Linked DNA regions of Gasterosteus aculeatus: region 2 is linked to region 1. The links are chromatin contacts, called in public Hi-C maps. All regions are on one chromosome and are shown on one strand. The core of a region is the stretch at or near the end of the contact, and the rest is flanking DNA. Distances in the headings are between cores, read along the strand shown.

Evidence for each region. A called contact is a pair of places that touch in the nucleus more often than the background predicts.
Region 2: a Hi-C map of skeletal muscle shows a contact between it and region 1, with 2.1 times the contacts expected there. The contact joins the enhancer-like site here to the promoter of pnkd in region 1. A contact is called at or near these places in 5 of 6 Hi-C or Micro-C datasets (blood and trunk muscle, liver, skeletal muscle and 1 more).

What each region holds. Positions count from the first base shown.
Region 1 is chr16:14,677,815-14,682,083 of fGasAcu3.hap1.1, forward strand. pnkd (PNKD metallo-beta-lactamase domain containing) reads right to left here and starts at 2,218. Exons shown (of 9, transcript XM_040201145.2): 1 at 2,029-2,218; 2 at 1,448-1,563; 3 at 1,140-1,252; 4 at 472-530; 5 at 72-164. The coding sequence starts at 2,186. LOC120833738 (protein lifeguard 3) reads left to right here and starts at 2,200. Exons shown (of 13, transcript XM_040201146.2): 1 at 2,200-2,296; 2 at 2,806-2,981; 3 at 3,360-3,627; 4 at 3,714-3,781; 5 at 3,903-3,967; 6 at 4,078-4,131. The coding sequence starts at 3,363.
Region 2 is chr16:14,720,376-14,724,644 of fGasAcu3.hap1.1, forward strand. No RefSeq gene overlaps it. Among protein-coding and RNA genes, the nearest start is that of cxcr4b, 13 kb to the left of the region's middle. Within about 2 kb of position 2,481, at least 5 of the 9 cell types and tissues checked have open chromatin away from gene starts, as enhancers often do. A contact at or near this core is called in liver, where this site is marked.

The DNA.
Region 1 (4,269 bases), core at 968-3,467:
TGCTACTAATGCTAACACGGGGAACAAGACGGAGTACAGTCAGACTAATTCTGCGGAAAGCAGGAACTTACTGCGTAAGGCCAGGAATGTTGTCAGCCGCGTTTCCATAAACTCTGCATGCAGCGTGAATCCTTTTCAACCCTTTGTTTCCGCCGCTGTGATCCCTGTAAAGTGCAACGCAGAGAAAAGGATTTGCCAGCATTGTGCACACGTGACAAAATCTACAATCAGCAGTTTTTCTCTTTGTTTTAGATAAAGTCTGGAGAGAAGATCTGGCTGATAAATGTCATCTTTGCTGTTTCTATTGGATCAAGTAGAATACATGTTAAATAAGAAGAAAAAAAAACATTTGACTGCCGAAAAACACCAGGTTTAGCTGCATTGACCTGAGACAATATCTAATATGTCATAAGTGGTACATTGAGCCCAATCAATGTCCCAATGTGTGTGAAAAATCTATTAAAACCTTACCAATGCTTGTGTGTACAGAGTATTGCTTCTAAAGTTACTCCCTCTTCCTCGAGAACTGCCTGAAAAATAATAAAAAGATCACAACTTTCAATAACTACATCAAACCGTTCAGCAGCAACTTCTCAAGACAACCGAGTTGCAAAATGATTCTGACTATTTATACACTGTGGCTTTAACATTAACATTCTCCACAACCTTCACCTCTTCTTTTTGAATCAGACTAAACAAAAGAAAGGGATCATTGTCACAGATAAATATGGTTCGTCGTCTACAATTACGGTCGCACCAGATTTCCTGGTCCCATTATATCCATCTGCTTTCAGTGTGTTACGAGTCCTTTTCAATCACTTTTTGTAAAATGTATTCAAATTGTTAAAGCATCCATGGTACCATGCTAGAACTAATCTTACATTGTGACCCACATAAGAATTTCAGTATATATTTGGTCTCTTTTGAGGTTCAATTCACCTACAAAAATCCTACTTCACAGCCCTTCATTTCAGCCAAGATGGCGTGGCAATAAAATCACCGTGGCATTGTGTCGCTCAACAAGTCAAGCTATTGCCTCCAAAACAAAGACAGCTGCAGTTATTGCTCATAATCTGCATGGTAACCGTGATCCAGGCGTAAGGTGCCCACCGTCAGAGCGTTAATTCAGCCGTTCTCACCTGGACTGTTTGAGGATCCGCAGGGTCGACAACGGCCGCGACACCAGAGGCCGTGTCGATTACAAGGTAGCTGTAGTTGTCGGACAAGACCGGGATTGGAATTATTTTGATACCTGGAAGGCAGACAAAAGGAGGAACAGAATGAAGGCATTACATTGACGTATTCCTTCAATATCCTGTAAAACACAAGGGGCCATATTGGACCCATCCAAGCAGGGCCCATTTCTTTTCAGCATCTCGTGTCTCAAAAAACACATGAGCGGCACGCTGCAGGCGTGTTAAACAGTGAACTCCAGGCTGCTGCACACCGTCCATCTCCGTGGGCCGAGCCGCCGAGTGTCCAGCAGGGAACTGTTCTCGGGCTTTCCTCATTTGTCTCTTGTAGTACATGTAGCCCAGTGCAGTCTTGGTGTACAGCGCGTACCTGGGGGACAGGTACAAAGACAAAAAAAAGAGACACACGGTGATACTTTCAACCTCGTCGTGTCAGCGTCTGTTTAGTGACATCGTGACGTCATAGCAAACAGAAGCGTCACAGACGTCTCACTTGTTGTGTAGTTTCGGGCTCCTCTGTGTCACGTGACGTGATCATAGCCGATCAAATAAAATCACAAACACAACAGCGACATTTTTATCTTAAGCTATAAGTAGCTGACAATTCGTAGGTTGTTAGGATTATAAAACACGTCGTTTCCTGTAACGGCGAATAAAACGGTGGCTATATTGTCGTTTGTCAACGCAACTTATACTTGGTTCACGTGTGAATGCATTTTCGGTCGGCCTCTCTCCATAATACTGGCTTGATTGTGCGCAGCTGTGCTTACGAGAATCATCGCGGTGTATGAAAAACAAAACGTTGTTTCAACAAGGACCGTCCGGTCATACTCACGCAATTCGGAACAGCGGCTTCTCTGAGCGGGCCATTAGTTTGCTCAACAGCTTTCTCCACAGTGCTTGTCCTCTGCGTCTGTGGAGAATACATAAATACAAGAAAAAGCAAAAGGATGCGGTGGCCACCAGCGTTACAATCCAATCAGGAAGCGCCATAGCGTCTGAGCGTGACGTAATGACGCAGCGCGACGCGCACGCCAACCCCGGAAGTGAGGAGCATTGATATTATAATATCTGTGGAGAGGAGATGCAACATCAACAAAAAAGTACGACATAAAAATAGCGGTAATTGTGAAAAAATATAATAGGAAATCTCTTTCACGTTTCATTGTACTCCAATAGAGTGCTTAAAGAGTGATAAAATACCTCAAATGAATTCCATTGGAGCAACATAATTTCATAGGCCTACTCAAAGGCTTTAGCACAGCATTAACTACTCAATTTATTTAAGTCATACTAAGTCATTTGAATTATTTATATGGCATCCATCAGAATTGTTGTTTTGGGAAACCTTTAATAATTTAGCAAAGCCTAATATTCTGAGATACATTTAAGTTTACTTAGAGAGGAAATAATATATTATAGCTCATTGTAGAAAATCATATCGTCTGGACTACGCTTTCAAAAAAATTAAATGTTAAAAAAAATAAAACTAAATGTTGGGAGTAGTGTAACTACATAAATACCCCATGTATAGTCTTATTTTATGTAGGCCACAACATCCTGTGAGGTTTGTTCATTCAGCTGTATTTCTCCTGTTTTTTTCCCTGAACAGCAGCTTGAGCAACCGGAGTCACCGTGCTCTTGTGATACACATCAGTAGCAGTGTGAGTTTCTGCGTTCATATCCTGTTACAATGATGGCATCCACCTGTGGTGTTAGCCTGCAAATCTCCAAAGGGAGAAAGGACAGACCGGGACAGTGATCCCATTCACGGCTAGAAACCGCCAGGTGAGTTACATGTTTTTCTTCATTCCTATTTGTTGGTTAATCTTATAATTTGTGTCTGTTCCTATACAATTTTGACTAAGTTACTAAGTTATTTGATATGTATCTATTTGTGTACAGACGTATCTTTTTCCAGCAGATAATTACATGATTTTCTTTTTTTTATTACGAAGATGGATTAATTGTGATGTAGCTTTTTGCATATAATAATGTTACAATAAGCAGATTTCCTTTTTTACAATCGTGACCACAAAAAATGGAAGTGCATAATAATTGATTGGGCAAGTACAAATAACGTGTGCATTGTGAGATATATAAATTCACCTGTCAAAAATGTATCACGCCTGCTCGCTTCTTCTCTCTCTCTCTCTCTACGTAAAGATCATGACGTCTAAAACCGATAACCCTCCGTCGTACGAGGATGCGCTTCACCATCCCAACTACGGCAACTACCCCGACCAGCCACAGCGTGGCTCCCCTCTTCCACCACCTCCGTCCTACAGCCCCGGTCCGGGCCCGTCCCCCGGCCCGCCCGGCTACTGGGGTCAGGAGGGCGTCTACCCGATGTGGGCATCCCCGGGCCTCCCTCCGCCCGGGATGCCTTCCACAATACCCACTCTGTCTGCCGGAGTGCCTCCATCCAACCAAGGTCCTGGGGAGATGATACGGGACTTACGGTTCTTCCACGTCTTGCTTTACGTTGAATTTGCCACTTTGTTCTTCCCGATCCCGCAGGAGACATGGAGGATTTTCTGAGCACTCGGTGGGAGAGCACATCCATTCGCCATGCCTTCATCAGAAAGGTATCGATTGAAATCACTGGCCGTGTAACACAAAAGCTTTTTTTGCTTTGTGTCTTTCTGTAACCACTGAAAGGTTTCCTTGTGCGCTCAATAGAACTTGGGTTTTGTGTTTGCGGCGCAGGTTTACTTCATTTTAACAGCACAGCTTGCAGTCACCTTTTCGGTTGTCGGCGTCTTTACATTCGTGTGAGTGTCCCTTCTTTATCACGGTCTAATATTCCAGAGTTTAATGCATCTGGTGAAGGGTGAAGAACCGTTTACTTGCAACCGTTTACCTCATGTCTTTGCATCCATAGTGACCCAGTGAGGCTATTTGTCATCAGATACCCCGGCATCTACTGGGCATCTTTGTGAGTTGCACTCCAGGAACAAAGCAATAACATACTTTCATCTCCCCAGATCCAACAATATTCTCTCTGCTTTTTTTTATTTGTTCCATGACACACTGTTATATAAAGCAACAATCATAGTGATTTATCTTTCCATAG
Region 2 (4,269 bases), core at 1,231-3,730, 43 kb after region 1:
CCCGACCGTCATTAGAATTACTACCTGAAGAAAAAACTGACGTTTCCACTTAGACGCCACCCTCTGCAAACAAAGCTGATGCTTAGTTTCCCCCCCCCCCCCCCCCTGTATTTAAGGAATGTTATTTATTTTGGATCAAAAACTGCAGAACAGAATGTGCCAGTTTGTCAAGGTTTCATATCTCGCAACTATTAGATACAACACAAACAAACAAACCACAGAACATTTTCAAAAAACAGCAGCTTACCCTCCCAAAATGGCTGCAAGAGGGAAACAAAAAGCCAAATGAGTTTCCACATTTTAGTTCCGACAATGAACCGATCATTTCACCCTTTCTTGGAGTGGCTGTTTTTTGTGTTGCATGCCTCATTATAGAGTCTTAAGCCCAATGAATACCGAAAACAAATGGCCCATTTTGTTTACCATAAAGCCCAGGGCAAAGGTTGGTGACCCGGCCATTCAAATTGAAACACATTTCTGCATTTAAGCCTCGTCTGGTCATCCATCAAACAATGCATCGTGATTACCAATTACCGAACCACAGATCAAACTAAATCTCATCGCTCCACTTCGCTCAATAAATGTATTGGACATAACAGACTTTGAAAGAATTGGAAGCAGAAGTGCGACATTCTGGGACCCGTGGGTTAATTGAGGCCCGGAATTGGAGCAGTGTCTCTGTGTCAAATTGGTAAGAACCCTTCAAACAAACAAACTAAACTGACCCCAAAAGGTGAAAGAGTGAAAGGAGAGCTGCGTGACCTCTTCTCCGACTCCGGTGTTTGTTCAGGGAATTTCAAGTCATTAAAGCCCTAACAAGCACGGAGCCCTGAAAGACCTGATAGTAAGTAGTTAAAGTGACACAAAACTAATTGCTGAAAGGGGGGGGGACATTTGTGCAATGACTTTGTTTGGTCATAAGTCTTAAGGCACAATTAGTGCAACAAAAGCCATTCCGAATCGTTACTCGGCTCACAGTTGAAGTCAATGCGATGATTAGGATTACGCCCACGGCCCCATTGAGTGCCGTTATTTCTCTGTCATTTTGGAGTCATTCATAACACCTCAAGGCAGTAACACTGAGGAAATACAAAGCAATTTGAAAAGGTGATATGAACAACCCTCAGCTACGACGGCGCTAAATTATTAAGGCGTCCCGAGATTGACATCGCGCGTTGTTATTGAAAAGAGTTGGAAAATTTGCAATCATATCAGATGAGGAGCATCAGGAGAAATGAGTGTGTGTGTGTGTGTGTGTGTGTGTGTGTGTGTGTGTGGCAGCTGCGCCTTCCGCTGTGGTTTAACCCTTCGGGCGCACAGATTTTTAGGGAATAAAACCTATAAAAAAAAAAAACCCATTAAAACATTGTGCTTTCACAACTCGCCAAAGTGGCTAAATCTGCATTTTGTTACAGGCTCCTGAGGCTTCATGGCTTCTAAAAAGGAGACATTTGTAACATGACAAAGTGCAGGCGTGACCCCTGTCAGGCTATTCTCTCTCTTACAGGGTTAACTAAGACAGATCAGGGCCAGAGACGCTTGTTTGAACCAGCAGTGATTCTGTTATACACCTTTTAAAGGATGCGCGTGCTCTGTTACTGCACACAAACAAACCGAGCAGCCAGCTGGGGAACGCTGTCACGAGTCAAGTGTTTTTCAGGTTTACTTCTCCATCTGCGTATTTCTCCATTTCTATAAATAGAGCACAAACGGCCCTGAAAGTGGACAGACCGCTCTGGGTTGTTTTTATTGCACAGCACAACGTTGTTGCAGGGAGTCCGTGTCTGGGCGGTTAGTGACCTCTTCACACTGACCTTTCCTGCAATGGAGCCGGATTACCAAGAGAAAGCCCCGCGGCTCGTAGGTTTATTCATCCCGGTCGCTGTGAAAAAACTAAATCCAGCAGATGGTGCTCATCCCTTGAAATGACTCCGTTCTTTTTATCATCTCTTATTAATTTAAGGGCATTAGCCTCACCTGGCGCTCTGCCTTCATTTCGAGCTCACACTCGGAGCGGAGACACTCCTGATTGTCGGCAGTCTTGTTTCTGGGTCCACATGTCTGCTTTAATGACTTATTGATGGACGACTGCCTTTCATCTGAGTGGGGCTTTCTTGCCCACTCGAGTGTCCAGCCGCTCCCATGTCTAAGGTTTCGCCGCGGACTTTCTCCTTTTTGATCATCCCTCGGCCTTTTTTTTTTTTTCAATCTATTTCAAGGCGAGTGGGCCCACATGCCACCTCCCCTGCAGCAGTGCTTCTTTGAATTCTCCGTGAGGATAAATGTGTTGAAAAGAAAGCCAGAGGAGGACTGACAAGCTTGTGTTACCGGAGAGAGATTTACATGGGGCCATAAAAGCCAGGGTGAAAGGAGAGGAGGTGTATCCCGTATTAAAAGGGTCAGTGTGTGGGGACAGAGAGGTAAACTGACCCCAGCGGGGATGAAGGCCGGACAGCCCACACACATCACCTGCACACACACACACTCCCATTCACGCCCTGCCCTCCGGTCCATGGCTCTTTGGCTTTGGACAAAGCACCCCCCCCTCTCCTAAGTAGCCTCCCTCTCGGTCACAGAGCTGTCTGCCGTTTCCTTTAGGCCCCTCCGCGTTATTTTATCATCGTCTCCGGACCATAAATCAACAAGAAAAACGGTACCAACTCCACCGATACGGCTCAGCTTCTGCCTTGAAGCCACGTCAGGGCCGAGTGGTCCTCTGACACCCAGTATCCCCATGTGGGCCCGTGTGGATGGATCTCAGGGCACCGCAGGAAACAAAAGAAACCTTGTAATGTTGTGAGTGAGAGCCCACAGGCTGAAAAAAAAAAAAAAAGAAAGCCCTGAGATGTTTACGAGAGGCCTTGGGAGAGAAATCAGTCATTGCGGGGAGGACAATTTATGTCCAACATGAGTTAGTGACCGACGTCTCCCGTCCTGCAAAGAGAGACTTTTCTCGGCTTCGGTGTCGTTGAATCCGTGCGCCTGTTGTTCATTTGGGCAGGAAACTGCAGTTATTTGCCTCGTGAGTTGCTAAATGGAACACTTTCCATATCAGCATTGCGTGTGGTGAGAAAACCACTTCCCCAAATGTGTAGAACATGTTGTACTGTGCGTGACGCTGTTGTTGTTGTTATTCAAGTAACATGGCTATTTTTGACTTATTCTGTAGTTTCCAGTGCTGTCTTGCATGACACAGGATGAAAAACAAAAAAGATAACACTGTGCTCAGAATTCATGAATAGAAATAAGCCCATATGACTCATTAGGTTTTTAAAGTTTGCATCAATTCACAGGTATTTAAAATTGGACTATTTTCAGGTTAAAATACGGACTTGCGATCATGTAATGGAAAAGTTACATGTTTATGTTTTTCTCCTTTTCTGAAGCAGCAATTACATCAAGTGCTAATGAAACATGAGTCCCAAAAGAGGCATCACAGCTGGGTTCAAGGGCCATCTAGTGGAAACATGTGTGTCATTACACAGATTCATTCTCCCACAGAGTCAGTCACTTATTTTACTTTCCAACCCAGTTCCATTTATTCAGTCACTGTCAGATAACCCCTTTTTGAATCAGATCGTTCGCTATAAAGCGGCTATTCCACACGGACAAAATAAGTCCATCGTTGACGTTCACATCGAGTTCATTTCCGTCAAAAGATGTTCCGCTCACATTTAAAGAGCACGGTGTTTTATAGTGTTGGAAATGCATGAGTGTTTAAGATGATTACAGATTGATGGCCTATTTGCCGCTCTGGCTCGGGCTCAATAGCAAGCTGAGAAAAAGTAAAAGTAATGGAAGACGTGCGTGTGGTTGAGTAAAGGAGGTTGTGTCCTCGGGGTGGCCAATACAAAAGTTTCAAACACGATATACAGTGGTACAATACTTCCATTTTCTGTGCCGTATATTAAGAAATGTTGAAACGGTGACAGACGGATCCACTAGCATTTTAGGAACATGGTCATTCACGAGCACTCTGTCGCATCCCAAACATGCATGGAAGTGTTCGAGGTTTGAATTACAAAAAACATTTTACTTTGTCTTTCGGATTACTGACAGAATGGTTTGTTCTTGTCCCTGTGAATGTTATCTGAATTACCCAGCCATGTCTGAAAATACCCTATAGTTTAGTATAGTGTCTCGGCAGGTGTCAAAAAATAACCTCTACGTGGGAAAACAGCAGAATCACACCAAATGATTACTTTTTAGCACAGGCCCACACAGCTTCCATTGCTAAAGTCTAAATTATAGATGGTGTGGATCTGCTGG